Linked DNA regions of Mus musculus: region 2 is linked to region 1. A link is a contact called in public promoter capture Hi-C data. All regions are on one chromosome and are shown on one strand. Each heading gives the region's core, a stretch centred on a gene start, on an enhancer-like site or on the middle of the called end of the contact. The rest is flanking DNA. Distances are from core to core; before and after follow the strand shown. Region 1 has its middle 6.4 kb from the start of Gm36477. Region 2 overlaps Tsc22d1 (TSC22 domain family, member 1).

Region 1 (7,659 bases), core at 3,627-6,126:
GAAACGGTCAGAGGAAAACATTTCTACCTGTTGAGAAGTAAGATTATAGAAATGTAAAACGTTAGCGTTAAAGCAAAGGAGAGTTAAAAACTTGGCTTGTTTGCTTCCCTGATCTGCCACCAGAGCAATTAATATGTGATCGAAATTAATCAAGCAAGCGGATGTGTGGACGAACCGCCCCTCTCTCTTCTGAAACGTTAATCGACAGGGCGAGAGACAGACAGCAGCACCACAGTCAGCTGAGTGAGTTGGGAAAGAGACTCCATGCGGGCAGAGGATTCATCGGGGATGCTGCTTAGATGCAGATTCTGATTCAGAAGCCAGGCTATGCTCCAAATTCCGAATTTCAAGCAAATCCCCGAGGTAACAGCGGTGTTCTTAGTCCAAGAACTGTGTTTTGCTTTGGTTTGGTTTGAACTCTTTAAAAATCAGCCATACTTTGTGCTTCCTATTACTTTGAGAAACACCAAATGCAACCTGGGGAGGAAAGGGTTTCTTTGACTCATCCCTCTCAACAGCTGATCATGGAGAGAAGCCACAACAGGAACTCAAGCAGGAACAGAGGCAGGACCCAAGGAAAACACTGCTTAATGGCTTGCTTCCGTGACCTTTCTAGTGTAACTCAAGACCTCCCGGGTAGGGTGGCACTGCCCATAGCGGGCTGGGTGCTCCCATAGCAATCAGTAAAGACAATGCCCACAGACACATCCAATGGCCAGTCTGACGGAGGCAATTCTTCAATTAAGGTCCCTTTTTCTCAAGTCGATAACCAAGTTTAGCCATCATAATCAGTATTTATTCATACAAAAGAATGGCTTTCATTATGAGATTCACAGGAGTGTGTACAATATACTCTGATCATATCCACCATTCCATTCCGCTCTCACTTCAGCTGGTCTTCATCCCAAATTTCCCTCCTTGTACTTCCTCTTCCTCCTCCTCTTCCTATTCTTTTTTAAAGGGTTTGTTTTTTGTTTTTTGTTTTTGGTTGTTTTTGTTTTTGTGTTTAGACAGGGTTTCTCTACGTAGCCCTGGCTCCTGGAACTCACTCTGTAGACCAGGCTGGGCTCAAAATTCAGAAATTGCCTGCCTCTGCCTCCCACACACTGGCATTAAGGATGTGCACCACCACCGCCCCCCGATTTATTGGGTTTTTTAAAATAATTTTTAATTAGGTATTTTCTTCATTTACATTTCCAATGCTATCCCAAAAGTCCCCCCATATCCTCCCCCCCACTCCCCTACCCACCCACTCCCACTTCTTGGCCCTGGTGTTCCCCTGTACTCAGGCATATAAAGTTTGCAAGACCAATGGGCCTCTCTTTCCACTGATGGCCAACTAGGCCATCTTCTGATACATATGCAGCTAGAGACACGAGCTCCGGGGGATACTGGTTAGTTTATATTGTTGTTCCACCTATAGAGTTGCAGACCCCTTTAGCTCCTTGGGTACTTTCTCTAGCTCCTCCATTGGGGGCCCTATGATCCATCCAATAGCTGACTGTGAGCATCCACTTCTGTGTTTGCTAGGCCCCGGCACAGCCTCACAAGAGAGAGCTATATCTGGGTCCTTTCAGCAAAATCTTGCTAGTGTATACAATAGTGTCAGCGTTTGGAGGCTGATTATGGGATGGATCCCCGGGTATGGCAGTTTCTAGATGGTCCATCCTTTCGTATCAGCTCCAAACTTTGTCTCTGTAACTCCTTCCATGGGTGTTTTGTTCCCAATTCTAAGAAGGGGAAAAGTGTCCACATTTTGGTCTTCGTTCTTCTTGAGTTCCATGTGTTTTGCAGATTGTATCTTATATCTTGGGTATTCTAAGTTTCTGGGCTAATATCCACTTATCAGTGAGTACATATCATGTGAGTTCTTTTGTGATTGGGTTACCTCACTCAAGATGATGCCCTCCAGGTCCATCCATTTGCCTAGGAATTTCATAAATTCATTCTTTTTAATAGCTGAGTAGTACTCCATTGTGTAAATGTACCACATTTTCTGTATCCATTCCTCTGTTGAGGGACATCTGGGTTCTTTCCAGCTTCTGGCTATTATAAATAAGGCTGCTATGAACACAGTAGAGCATGTGTCCTTCTTACCAGTTGGAACATCTTATGGATATATGCCCAGGAGGGGTACTGCTGGATCCTCCGGTAGTACTATGTCCAATTTTCTGAGGAACCGCCAGACTGATTTCCAGAGTGGTTGTACAAGCCTGCAATCCCACCAACAATGGAGGAGTGTTCCTCTTTCTCCACATCCTCGCCAGCATCTGCTGTCAACTGAATTTTTGATCTTAGACATTCTGACTGGTGTGAGATGGAGTCTCAGGGTTGTTTTGATTTGCATTTCTCTGATGATTAAGGATGCTGAGCATTTTTTCAGGTGCTTCTCAGCCGTTCAGTATTCCTCAGTTGAGAATTCTTTGTTTAGCTCTGAGTTCCATATTTTAATGGGGTTATTTGAATTCTGTTTTTAATAGTGTGTCTGTGTCTGTTTCTGTGTGCAGCTAAGTGCAGGTGAGCTCATTGCCCACCGTGGTCAGTAGAGGGCATCAGATAAAGGTTGTGAGGACCTGAACTCTGGTCTTCCTAGAGTCTAGCATGCACTGAGTCAGCTCTCCAGCTCAGGTATGTATGTTTTAATATGAAAACCTATGAAGATTTTGAAAGGGCTGGTTTAGAACCTTGGAACTGAAAGTGTGGTCCCTGCAGAAGGAGCCCTTAAACACCGTGAGTGGGAATGTAAATTATTCCAGCCTCTGTGGAAATCTGCATGAAGCCTCTTCAGAAAAACTGTCAAGTATATGAGCCTGGGTATGCACCTCAGAGAATCTACGTTAGCACATAACAGAGATGCTTGCCCCTTGTGTTTATCACGGCCGCTTTCACAACATAGCCTAGGTGCCTGACAGTGTCTATAAAGATAGAAAACGTGGCTTAAAGAGATATAAAGACCAATACAATTATTTCTTCTTCACGAAAACAGGTAAAACTGGAGGTCATCAGATAAACTAATATTTTATGGTTTCCCTCATAAGTGGAGTCTTTATTTAAAAAGAAGAGGACACCTGGAGGGCAGCTAAGTGGTTAAGAGAATGTACTGCTCTTGCAGAGAACCCAAGTTCAGATCCTGACACCATGTAACAAGCTGGGCATATCTGCACACCCTGTAATCTCAGCACTGGGGACGCTGGAGACAGGCGGATCACTGGGAATTATTGGCTTCTAGCTTAGCTGGGAGAGGGGGGGAGGTAGGGGGAATGGGGAAGGTAGGTTCAAGGAGAGATCCTGCCAGAAAGGAATAGGTGGAGTGTGGGAGAGACTTCCTGGTGCCCTTCTCTGGCATCCACACATGTGCACGTCACCATGCGTGCTCATGGGCACACACACATTATTTAATATCATCTATGACTGAATGTTCCTATGGTAGTAGCTATTTTATTTTATTATATAGGGATTATTACATTATAATGATTAAGGACTTTATAGTAAACGAGCTGACTTATTTCGCTAAGAGGCATTGTTAAAAAGAGACTTAATCTGTTCCCATTTATCAACGTGTCACTTTTTTTCATGCTCAGTCCAAACTTTGGCTGGCTCAGGTCCCTCCAGCCAGATATTCCTGGTTTGAGAACATCATTTATTTTCTTAGATGCAGCTGTTTTGTTTTATAGGGGCCCAGAATATGGGGGTGGGGTGGGAATTGTGGTATTACATTTTAAATAAACCTTTTTCATATTTTTTGTTGATTCTTTAAGAATTTTACTTCATGCACCCTAGTCCCCCTCATTTCCCAGTTTTATATCTGCCTCCACCCTTGTATCCTGCCCCACACCAAAAAAGAAAGAAAGAAAAAAAAGTATAAAGCTTTTGCCCTAACAACTTTACTGGCAAATGCTCACTACAAAGAGTCATTGGTTTGGTTTAAGGCCTCTGGCATCTGCTTCATTATCCATACTGGTTCCTCACCCGGACTCCTCTTGCTATCCTGTTGCCCAGCCTCTTCCTGAGCTCCAGCAGTTTGAGATGGGGTAGATGTTGGGGTGGGCTGACTCAAAGCCCTGGATTGAGGCCTGGGTGGTAGCTGCGTTGGTCAGCCCGCCAGCTTTCACGAACCCACACCACCAGGGCCAGATCTCCCATGGTATGGGCCATCAAAAGAAAACTTTTAAAGAGACTTTTGCAGTCAGCAGTGATTGTAGAGACTCATAATTGGTCAAACAGAGAGAGTAAAGGACCACTGGTGCCTAGTAGGACATCTGTGTCACCACTTCCGAGGTTCAGGGAACACTTTGTTAGAAAGAGGAAAGATGGGCTACGGTGGTGCATACCATTGGTCCCAGCACCTGGGAGGCAGAAGCAGGCTGCTTTCTGAGTTGAATCCAGTCTTGTCTACAATGTGACAAGGAATGTGAGAGCCAAAGGTGCTGACTTCCAGGCAGGATAAATGCTGTATTCTTGAATTCAGGTAGGTACGACGACCTCCACGAGGTCTCTACAAGACTGGACTTGTCGAAACCGTGTTACAGATGTGAAAGGGGCTCCTCCCTGCTCTTCTCTCAAGATTTGTTTACCATCAGTGGTTGATGGAAGAGTGAGAGATTTTTCTTCAGTGGTGCCTGTGCTTCTGTGACAACCCTAATGACACTCGCTGGGTTGCACACTCACACGCAGGCGTGAAGTGGAAGGTGAAGTTGGGGGAAACGAAGGGATCTGGAGTTACAGGGGAGCAAGAGAGGTGAAGGGGACCCCGCAGAGGCAGGGAAGCGAACTGTGGAAAGGCAAAGGATAAAAACTCAGTTCAGACTGATGCCTTTGGCCTGGACCAGACTCCGGGATTGTTCCTTGTCAGCGGATTTAAAACAGTACAATTAAGGAAGCAGTTTCCAGGCAACAACCTTTCCCCTTCCAGGTTTCCTGGCAACGATTATTCCAATTCTAGCTGTGCATTAAAGCTGAAGATGTGACTACTTAGAAACTCCTTTACAAAGTACATATGTATGACCACAGGGTGGGTTCTATAACTAAAAAGCCCAGAATCTAGTGTGGTCTCTGACTGGTAGTATAGAATACAGCAACGCATACAGTACATGTACCTCCTCCCCACCCATCCCCTAAAGATGATTTCCATTAACTGAGAGCTAAAAATAATGGTCTAGGAGCTGGAGAGATGGCTCAGCAGTTAAGAGCATTGGGGCTCTTCCTGAGGTCCTGAGTTCAATTCCCAGCCACCACATGGTGGCTCACAACCATCTGTAATGTGATCTGATACCCTCTTCTGGTGTGTCTGAAGACAGCTACAGTGTACTCATATAAATAAAATACATCTTTACCAAAAAAAAAAAATGGCCTAGAAGAAAGATATGTCCAGGATAGATGGTCTAGGATAAACATTCTGCAGAATTGGGTTGAGGTCTGCCGCTACAGATAGCAAAATATCCACTCCCAGACTTCTGGGTGGAAAACAGATAATTCCTGTCTGAGGAGAGGCCCTTGTGTATTTAACATTCCTAGTTCCCCAGTGCTCTGTGGACACAAGGACCTTTGTGCCTCCAACAAAGAGGGTAAAGAAGGGCAAATATGATCAAACTGCACAACGTACATAGATGAAAATGTCCATCATTATGGTCATTATTACATGACATTTGCTAATAAAACACTCAGAAGTAACACTCTAGATATTCTGATATGAGAAACTGTTTCTGATACATTAAGTGGAAATGCCAAGTTATAAGATAGTCTTAATCCGGTTTTGAAAAAGAAGAATAAATGTAATTATGTGGAAGACAAAAGAATGAGAAGCACAGGGAGATGCAGCCACCAATAATCATGGTGTGAACTTTTAAAATGCAAGCAGGATCCCAAGTGGATAACTGGGTCCAGGATTCAAAATGGGTGGAGCTTGACAGCCACTATGCTGACCGTGCACACACTAAACTTTGTGGTTCTTACGTAGGCATCAACTTGCCTGTACCAACTTTTAAAATAAATGCATCCCTGTGAGCCTCAATTTGCTGCTTGGAGCTGACCAATCTGAACCATTATCTATAGTCATGTGTAAATGTCAACCAATCAGGAGTCAGGCATGGTTGCCTCTCCCATTCGTGCAGTAGACAGATGGTAGGAACAGCCTCTGTCCCAGCTTTTGAAACTGTGGGCATGATCCCATATGGGATCACATAACTCAGTGTTCAGGTCACAGAAAAATTGACAATAACAAAAAGTTTCCACTGAGCGGTAGTGGCACATGCCTTTAATTCCAGCACTTGGGAGGCAGATGCAGGTTGATCCCTGTGAATTCAAAGCCAACCTGGACCACAGAGCAAGTTTCAGGACAGACAAGGGTCCACAGAGAAACCCTGTCTCGAAAAAACAAAACAAAGTTTCTGAACTTACAACCAACCACCAAAAAAAAAAAAAAAAAAAAAAAAAAAAAAAAAAAAAATCAAACACATAATGAATCCAAGGCGTTCTCGGATAGCACAGCCGTGTTGCGAAGCTCGAGATTCACTGTACCTTGGTTCCGAGCCCACGGTGTACGCACACTACACACACTTTGCTAACAAACGCTGCCGACCCACTTTGGCTTAGGTTCAAGACTGTTGCTTTTACTGCCCATTCAAGTTTCTGTACTTAGAGAAATGTAACGGTGAAAGTACAAAAAGCTAAAATCTTAATCGTCTCCCTACCATCATCTTCCTACCTCAGGCTGTAAATATCAAAGCGGTGTTTCCCTGGATTGTATTCTGTTAGACGTCTGGGTAGAAAAGCTGCTTCTTGAATTGCTGACTTTGAGATTCATTTTTAAAAAACCATTGAGTGAACTTTGCCTTGGGGTTGGGATGTTTCCATAAGCTTTGGCGATGGCCCTGAACATACACCTGTCACTTCACACTATATACGTATGTGAAGCTGTGAGTCCCGTGCATTGATGGTGATAAAGATTAAATATTGATCAATTCCAAAAAATTTTAACGATACCCTACATTTTATAATATTCCACTAGGATGTAATTCATGTAGATACAAATAGGCTGGTTTTCTTTGATGCATGGTAAGATCATTTGTATATCAAACAATCATCTGGATATTAACTTCTGTACAATTTATTATCTGGGAATGTTTGCTTTGTTTCATATATCTATACATCTGAGCTTACAAGAAAGTGTCTTGAGCCTAAAGGTGTCAAGAGAGCTGAAGAGATGGCTCGGCAGTGAAGAACCCTTACTGTCTTTCTCTGGGACCTCAGTTTGCTTCCCATTGCCCTTGTGGGTTGTTCATAATGGCCTGTAACTTTAGCTCCAGAGGAGCTGGCACCCTCCTCTGGCCTCCACGTGCTCCTGAGTACACAAACACAGCACACATTATACCTAGCTAACATAAAAATAGATTAAAACAAAAAAAATTAAGTTTAAAAGGCCATGTCCTAAGGGTGGGACAGTCCATGCTTGTACTTCCTGTGCTTGGAGGGCTGAGGTGAGAGGACTGCCATGAGTTCAAGGCCAGCCTGGGCTACATGGCCAGTTCTAGGTCAGTCTGGGTTAGAGAGGAAAACCCTGTCTCATAAAACCAAACCAAATCTCACAAAGCCTTGCCTCATCCTTGCGACCATTTCTCTTGGCTTTTGCAAATGGTACATTTTCCTTTCATACTGAAGGCT
Region 2 (7,659 bases), core at 3,174-5,673, 410 kb before region 1:
AAAGACAGGAAATCAACAGCCTGAGTACTTCACGAGCCAAAGTGGCAACACGTGGCCCTCCCTAGCTCACAGTGCCCAATAGACTGCAGGACACTGTGGTTTTTAAAGAAAGGGCTGCCCAGGGCCTTCTCATTGGGAAGGGAGAGCAGGAATGACAAAAAGCACACACTAGAACCAAGACCTGAGTACAGACTACCCAGAGAAACACTGTCTAGTCCTTTACTAAAAAGAAGGACTGACGTTCCCATGGCTGGAATGGTCGAGTCTGTGACAACAGCATGGACCCAGGGCATTGGAGACGCCTTAGACGCACGGCCCTTGCACTTCTGCAATAATTAGCCCACAAGAACCCTCCAATTCTTTCTAATCAATTCTGTTGGCAAACCCTTCCTTCCTTTTATGATACTTCAATATAAACCACTGAAGACTACTTAAGAATTCTACATTAATGAAATCTAAGCAAAATTTAACTGTAAGAGTCAAGGTAGTGTTTTAAAATTCTATTCAGAAATTACAAACAAAGGTTGGGTATTTTTTTCCAATTTTCCCAGTCCTACCCCCCCCCCCCCCCCAATTATCAAATAATGACCAATCATAACCCAGAGCTGGATGGAAACTGGAAAAGGTGAAGAGCCATTTTGAACATTAGGTTAAGTTCACAACTTCAGCAGGAGCTCTAAAGTAATCACTTCAAAACCTTTATTTTTCACACCTTCAAGAATGCATGTTAAAAACACAGCCATCTTAGCTTGAAAACAGCAAAAGCCAAAGAAAGAGAACCTTAAAATCTTTGCATTCAGTTACAGAGCAAGTTCAATTCAAGCTCCTCAAAGTCCCCCTTCTCTCAGCTAGTCCTGTATTCTGTCCTCAGCACCAGGCCTGCTGCATGCTCTGACTCAACAACCAATAAACACGTAGATTTCGCCAGATAAAAATTACTTTGGTATCATTCAAGGGAGGCGGTGTTCCTTTTACTGTAAGTTAAAATTCTGGTTAGATTTGATGATTTTATACAGAAAAAATGTACAATTTCAAGATGGGGTGGTGAAGTGAAGGGCATCAACGGCGTTATCTCACCAGTACACAGCAGACCACCTCGCCCCACTGTCCTCTGTGTGACATAACTAAGTTTTCTGCAAGACTAAGACCTGGTTACTAGAGAATAAATTTCAAACCAAAGGTAACAAACTCTGTCGCGCTGTGATGTCACAAGGATGGGAGTGATGTAACACAAGGACGGGAGTGATGTCACACAAGGACGGGAGTGGCCTCAGTAGCCACGGGCTAGCAAATGCACCCGTGCTCCCGGGAACTGTCTACATTTCTGAAGATTCTCACAGAAAATCCAGCTACGTTCAAATAAAAAAAAAGGGGGGGGGTGGGGCCGCTAAGATAGATAGAGATAGCATTGTATACATTTACACATCCTACTGAGAAAGACGCATTCCTTGGAAAGGTCTATCAAATGAAGCTATTTGTAAAATTTGCCCTCAGTACTATATTATCAAATGAGGATATACGGCTTACTGGTTTTATGCATCATCAAAGAAAAAGAGAAAGCTAAACCTACTTATTTTTAGACAACGCACTTGAATCACATTTTCGTTGCTGCTTTTGAGGGCAGCCTTGGTCTCCCTCTCTGCCTCTCTAGCGCTAGTGCCACACAACAGTCTGAGTTAGCCCACACATGGGATTCTCCCTTAAAGTCTCTGCAGCCACTGATCCAGTTAAACCTGCTGCTTGCTTACCTGTGTGCAGACTATAAAGCAGACAGCAGACTTGGTCACCTGCCATAGCATCTTTTTCTTATCTACCTTCTAGCACCGATACTTCCTGGTTTAAAAGAACTCCCATTTAAAAAATGAACTTCCCATAGACTCCTCTGTCCATAACTGCCCCAGCTGGTCATCAGAAGAAAACTGATTTTCCTAAATAAATGCAGAATCTTTGCTCTCCAGGCCCTAGGAGTGTGTGTGGCACGCTGAATAAATAATTCAGTAAATGTTTTCCAAATGAAGTGCACTAGTCAAGAAAACCGTGAGAGAGGACTGCGTTTCCTGGCTTTCATACAGGTAGACACTACACAGTTCAACTTGAATTCTTAAGGAAACAACTTTATCCACAGTATCAGAGTTCAGACAGGAGATGAGACCAAACCAGACTACCTGCCACGCCAGTGTGTCTGCAGAGTCAGACCCCATCTCAAACAAACCACCCAACAGACAACAAAACCCCCTCACCATCTAACAAAATTCCATTATGGTTTTTTTCATCCTTTTGAAAAAGTAATGTTCAAAATGTTATTGATACTGAAGTCCCATCACTAGATTTAAATGTCAAGTTTTGTTAAAAGGTAACTAACCAAATGTGTCTTCACAAGAACTAAGGTACAGGATCAAGTAAGAGATGGAAACTGAGACGATCCTTAACACATGATGTATTTAAAGTGGTCAGCTTACTCAGACTGAAGGGCAAAGGGCAATCAGAAAACAGACCTGGTAAGTTCTGCCAGCTAGCTGTGACAACAGCGAAGGCAGCCTCAGAGGAAAGGAAAGACACAATCATCCCTGAACCTGACTCTCACAGAATAAAAAAAGAACTGTCTGTTTGACCTGCCCACATCACGGAGTGATCGTAAGTCTCAAGTTACTCAGCTGCGATTTTTAGAGCTATCCTACCTTTTCCCTCTCCCAAAGCTCCTTTTGCTGGCCTTGCTCTTAGAACATCAAAGAGACTCTGAAATATATGTTACTTTCAGACAAAATACCCCTTCCATTGTTTTTTTTTTCCTTTTAATCCTAGGACCCCAAGTTGTACACTGTATGAATACACAGAATAAGAAAAGACAACAGGTAATATTCATGTTTCATTGATTACATCAATTCCTTTAGTATCTTTATCCATTTATGGCAAAACCCAGCAACAACAACAAGAAGATGAAGAATACAACTGAAAAGGCCCTGATGCGGCAAGGATGTCAGACGCTAAATCAAGACAGGAAGTACAAGAAACAGAATACATGATGCTGTCCCAGGTCATCACCTTCACTGAGACAACTCCAGTAATGGGGCAAGTAGAGCAGGCAATTCCCGTTCTAGGCACGGGGCAGACAGACCGCAGCAGCACTCCTCAGCTACTAAACTCCTATCCCGTCCCATCAGGAGAAAACAAAAACAGGGCGAACAGAAGAAAGCCTTGGCTATATGAAAATCCTGTCTGAAAAACAAAAGCAAAACCAAAGACAGACAGACTGCTTATGTTCACAGTGCATTTGACAGTGCCACTTTCTTTGTATTTATCAAGCCAGCGACCCAAATCTCCACAGAGAAATAAAGCAAGGTGCTAGGACGATGGCTCAGCAGTTAGGAGCACTGTCTGCTCTTCCCGAGGACTGGGGCTTAGTTCCCAACACCGCATGGTGATTCACAACTGCCTAACTCTAGTTCGGAAGATCCAATACTGTCTTCCAGCATCCCACAGAACTAGGCACAAACACTGTGCAGGCAAAACAACTGCAAACATAAATAAAATTAAAAAGGAAGGAAGGAAGGAAGGAAGCGGGGGTGGGAGGGGCTGGAGGGATGGCGCCGTGCAACTTTCTTAGAGAGGATCCGAATCCAGCTCCCAGCGCCCTATGCCAGAGGTCTGTAACCCCCTGGAACTCCAGCTCCAGGGAGCTTGAAGTCTCTTCTGGCCTCTTCAGGTACTTGCACCCAAATACATGTGTGTATATACATATACATACACACAATTAAAATAATTTTTTAATGAAATGAAACTCCTCTAGTATCCTTCACACATTTTGGAAGTCACTGACTACTTACTACTCAGAAGTAATGCCAGATTGTGGTATTTCTAAAAACTAAAAAAAAAAAAAAATCATTCTGTCCTCAAATTTAGAGTTCAGCAAATACTTTAAAGCCTAAGTTGACTTCACAGTTTTATGGCAGCTCAGAAGAGTCAAGAGCTCTCTCCATATTAAGTAGCATTATCTTCACAAACATCTTCTATGGCAAATTTTTCACCTTAAAAACAAACAAAAAAAAAATGTCTTGGGCTACAAAGAATTTCAAATTTTACCTTGAAATTTGAGATTTTTTAAACCTCGAATGGTGGCTCAATCTATAATCCCTGCCCTCAGAGGCGGCCTCAGGAGGATCATTGCAGGAGGATAGCCTGGGCTACACAACAAGTACTATTTATATATAGTCTGAGCTATATAAGTACTATGGCCGGGTTACAGAGCAAGAACCTGTCTCAAAAAAAAAAAAAAAAAAAAATCAAACAACAAAATTGCAACATTTGTATTAGCTAGATTCTGGCAACCTAATTTGGGTTTCCTGAAGAATAGAGTGCCTACCACATACAGACTCCATCCCTAATAACTGAGCTGTTTACGAAGGCAGGGGCAGCTGGATGAGCGAGGGCGTGTGTGTCAACGCAGCACTGTTCCGAGCATCTGGCAAACACCTCTGTGGTGCTCTCATGTGGCGATATTCAAACTTTCATTTCTAATATGAATGCATACTTAGAAAAAATAAGATAGGAAACATCTCCAATTGTTATGGCAGGATAATAAATGTAAGAGAAACGGGCTCAAGAACACACAAAAACCATCTGGCAAAGCCACTGGGCTCTAGAACTTTCCTTTTCCCATGTGACAAACTAGTATTATTTAAAAAACAAAAACAAAAACAAAAACAAACCTCATTTTGAAAGTTTATAGAGAACTTCCAAATCCAGCTCAATGGATCTCCGAATTGAAGAATCCCGATTCCGAGTCATCCATCGCCTTATTGATCAGCCTCATTCACTGAGATGGTTGCCATCCCATATGGGGCTGAGAACGGAACAGATGGTCTTCAGGGCACTGTGCCATCCAAAACAATCTTTACAGAGTTTCAGATCCCGTCATCTGGAAACTGATTCTACTTTGGAGTGTTAAATTGCCACATGACACTGTATAATATCCCTAAGTCCCCTTCACTTCCATTAGAAACAAAACAAAAAAAAAAAAAGGAAGGCACGTTTTGTAACAACTTTTGCATCTGTGAACTTAGCTAGCCCAAGCACTCATCAAATACTCAGATAAAGGACAGTCCTCACAGAATGGCATTCAGAAAAACAACCAGCCCCTGATGTCCCCACTGAATGGAATACATTTTTTGGTTTTGTTTTTAACAAAATGACAATCTGTATCATGCTTGGTAGAAGTGAGAAAGAAGCCACTCTGAAGCCAAGTTCTTCCGTACACTCCCTGGCGATACAAACTACACCAAACATCACAAAGACCCAGAATGACTTGCTGAGAAGGCTGGAGTATGTACAAGTCTTAGCCTGGTAGGCAAGCTTTCTTTTAATTTACAATGCTATAAAGGAACCTTCTTACTCGGCACACTAGGGACACCAGCCATGTACAGAGTCTCCTCTGATTTTCCCAAACAGTACCAGGGTTATATTCTAGCCCCCACAGAACAGCTAAGAAAACTGGACTAACAAAGTTTAACTCGTTTATAAAAGTCAATTAAGAAGTAGAAAAACGGGCTGGAGAGATGGCTCAGTGGTTAAGAGCACCGACTGCTCTTCCGAAGGTCCTGAGTTCAAATCCCAGCAACCACATGATGGCTCACAACCACCCATGATGAGATCTGACGCCCTCTTCTGGTGCATCTGAAGACAGCTACAGTGTACTTAGATATAATAAACAAATCTTTAAAAAAAAAAAAAAAAAAAAGAGGTAGAAAAAACAAGGCTAGCGACCAGGTCTGATGCTAAAACTGATGTTCCAATAAAATCATTGAATGCTGACAGCACGAACAGCTTTGTTGATCAATTACTTGAATGCAAAAGCTGTCATGTGTGCTATATATGGGACAACAATTGAGCAAATACTTAACTTGGAAGACACCAAGATCTAAGATGCTTAGGACTTGTGGAGATCTTATGGGCTTTCCCTTCCTTGTATCATTAGCACTTCTGCTAAACACTAGGTATGTATGAAGCAAGCACTTGGTATTTCTGAGACAATACATTTCTATGGAGAGTCCTGTAGAGAGCTTTCTAGACTGACAGACAACTCCTTAAGCTAGCTGCTGTCATTTTCACTCCCCATGGGTAGACCTCCAGGTGTAGGCAACGAGGGGAGGGCATCCCTGGAGAGTGGGCTGTACCAAGTTACTCCACAAAAACTGTCACAACTGCATCTTTCCTTCCCACCCTCTCTACTGGTTTACCACCCACCCTGGTGTTTGTTCATCTCCTAGTGATGTGTTTAACCTCTAACTCAGACCTCAGTTATTCACTACTCATGGTATGTAGACTCAGTGCTAATGGGATTTAAGTTTCATATTCAAAAGCTCAAATATAGTACAGCTTGGCTCTGTGAGAGTAGACTCTATTCTTAAAAGCTTTTGGTTTTACATATTAGATCTATTTATAATAAGCCACTGTAAAGCCTCATGGGCTTAGACTCTGAGTACAACTTGAAAAATAACTGAAACTAAGAAAAATTCCAAAAGGAGCCTTACCTTCCACACACTTAACTCGTGGCCTGGCCCGCGGAGACAGAAGGTCTGGGAAGGTCACGCGTAGAGGTAAACTGACGAGCTTTCACAGCAGCTACTCCCTCCCACTAGTGACAGTGAGAATTAGGGAGCAGACAGGGTCCAATCAGTACCCAGTGATGACCTAAGCCAGCACCTCATTTCTGGGCTTCACTGCACCCCAAAAACCCCAGCTGTCACTTTCAACAGCTCCAATGCTCATTCACGAAAACAAAAGAAAACGTGACTAACTTCTGCAACAACTCTTAAGTACAACAACTCCTAATGCAACCTTTCCAACAACAAATGAAATTTGCATTCCAACAGAAAGGAGGAAAATGATGAATTCCATTTTTAAACTGCATTATTAATCACTCATATAAATTAGCACTTTTGTAGTTCATTAACAAACATAAGCTGCAACAACTAAAAATTAAAGACCTGAGTCATAAATACGCTATTACAACTCAATTAGTTAGAGTAAGGTTTCTGCTTTTAGCCTATTTAACTGTTAAGCTATGCTGAGCATAAGGCAGACACCCTCAGTAAGCTTAGCACTGAGAACAGACAGTCCCATCTACTCATCTTCCGTGGCATAAAACTGTCTCCCTGGACATGGGAGGCAAGAGGCAGATAGAGCTCTGTGATATTTAGGACAGCCTGGGCTACATAGTAAGTTCCAAGACAAGTGAGGGTTACACAGTGAGAGCCTGTCTAAAAAAAAAAAAAAAAAAAGAAAGAAAGAAAGAAAAGAAAAAGAAAAGAGAAGAGAAGACAAGAAGAGAAGAGTGTCTCCAGTTACTCTTCTGAATTGTGACTAGACTCCCACAATTCCAAGTTAACGCCCAGGCAGTACACTTGGAACTGTTAGCTACAGCAATGGGAGCCACCACTGTCCACTGTCTTCCTCTCAGGTGTCCATGGGCCCTTATGAATTTATCATCAAGCTGCCAAAAGTTCAGAAGCTAAAAGGTCTGGGATGTGGAGTAGTCTTAATCCAACAGGGCACGAGGATAGGAGAGGCCTGGATCTAGATCCACTGTTCTCTCGTGAACTGTAAGAAGTACTCGCTAGGAACCAAATGTTAGCGATTTTAGCAGGTAAACAATGTGAACAC

Evidence for each region. Capture Hi-C pulls out chosen DNA fragments and counts their contacts.
Region 2: a contact with region 1 is called in a promoter capture Hi-C map of pancreatic islet. The contact joins two enhancer-like sites. A contact is called at or near these places in 1 of 484 Hi-C or Micro-C datasets (embryonic stem cells) and 1 of 9 other capture datasets (pancreatic islet).

The regions. Positions count from the first base shown.
Region 1 is chr14:76,023,303-76,030,961 of GRCm38.p6, reverse strand. No RefSeq gene overlaps it. Among named protein-coding and RNA genes, the nearest start is that of Gm36477, 6.4 kb to the left of the region's middle. Within about 2 kb of position 4,876, at least 6 of the 459 cell types and tissues checked have an H3K27ac peak or open chromatin away from gene starts, as enhancers often do. A contact at or near this core is called in pancreatic islet, where this site is marked.
Region 2 is chr14:76,429,780-76,437,438 of GRCm38.p6, reverse strand. All of the region lies in intron 1 of Tsc22d1 (TSC22 domain family, member 1), which reads right to left. Among named protein-coding and RNA genes, the nearest start is that of Tsc22d1, 18 kb to the right of the region's middle. Within about 2 kb of position 4,423, at least 10 of the 459 cell types and tissues checked have an H3K27ac peak or open chromatin away from gene starts, as enhancers often do. A contact at or near this core is called in pancreatic islet, where this site is marked.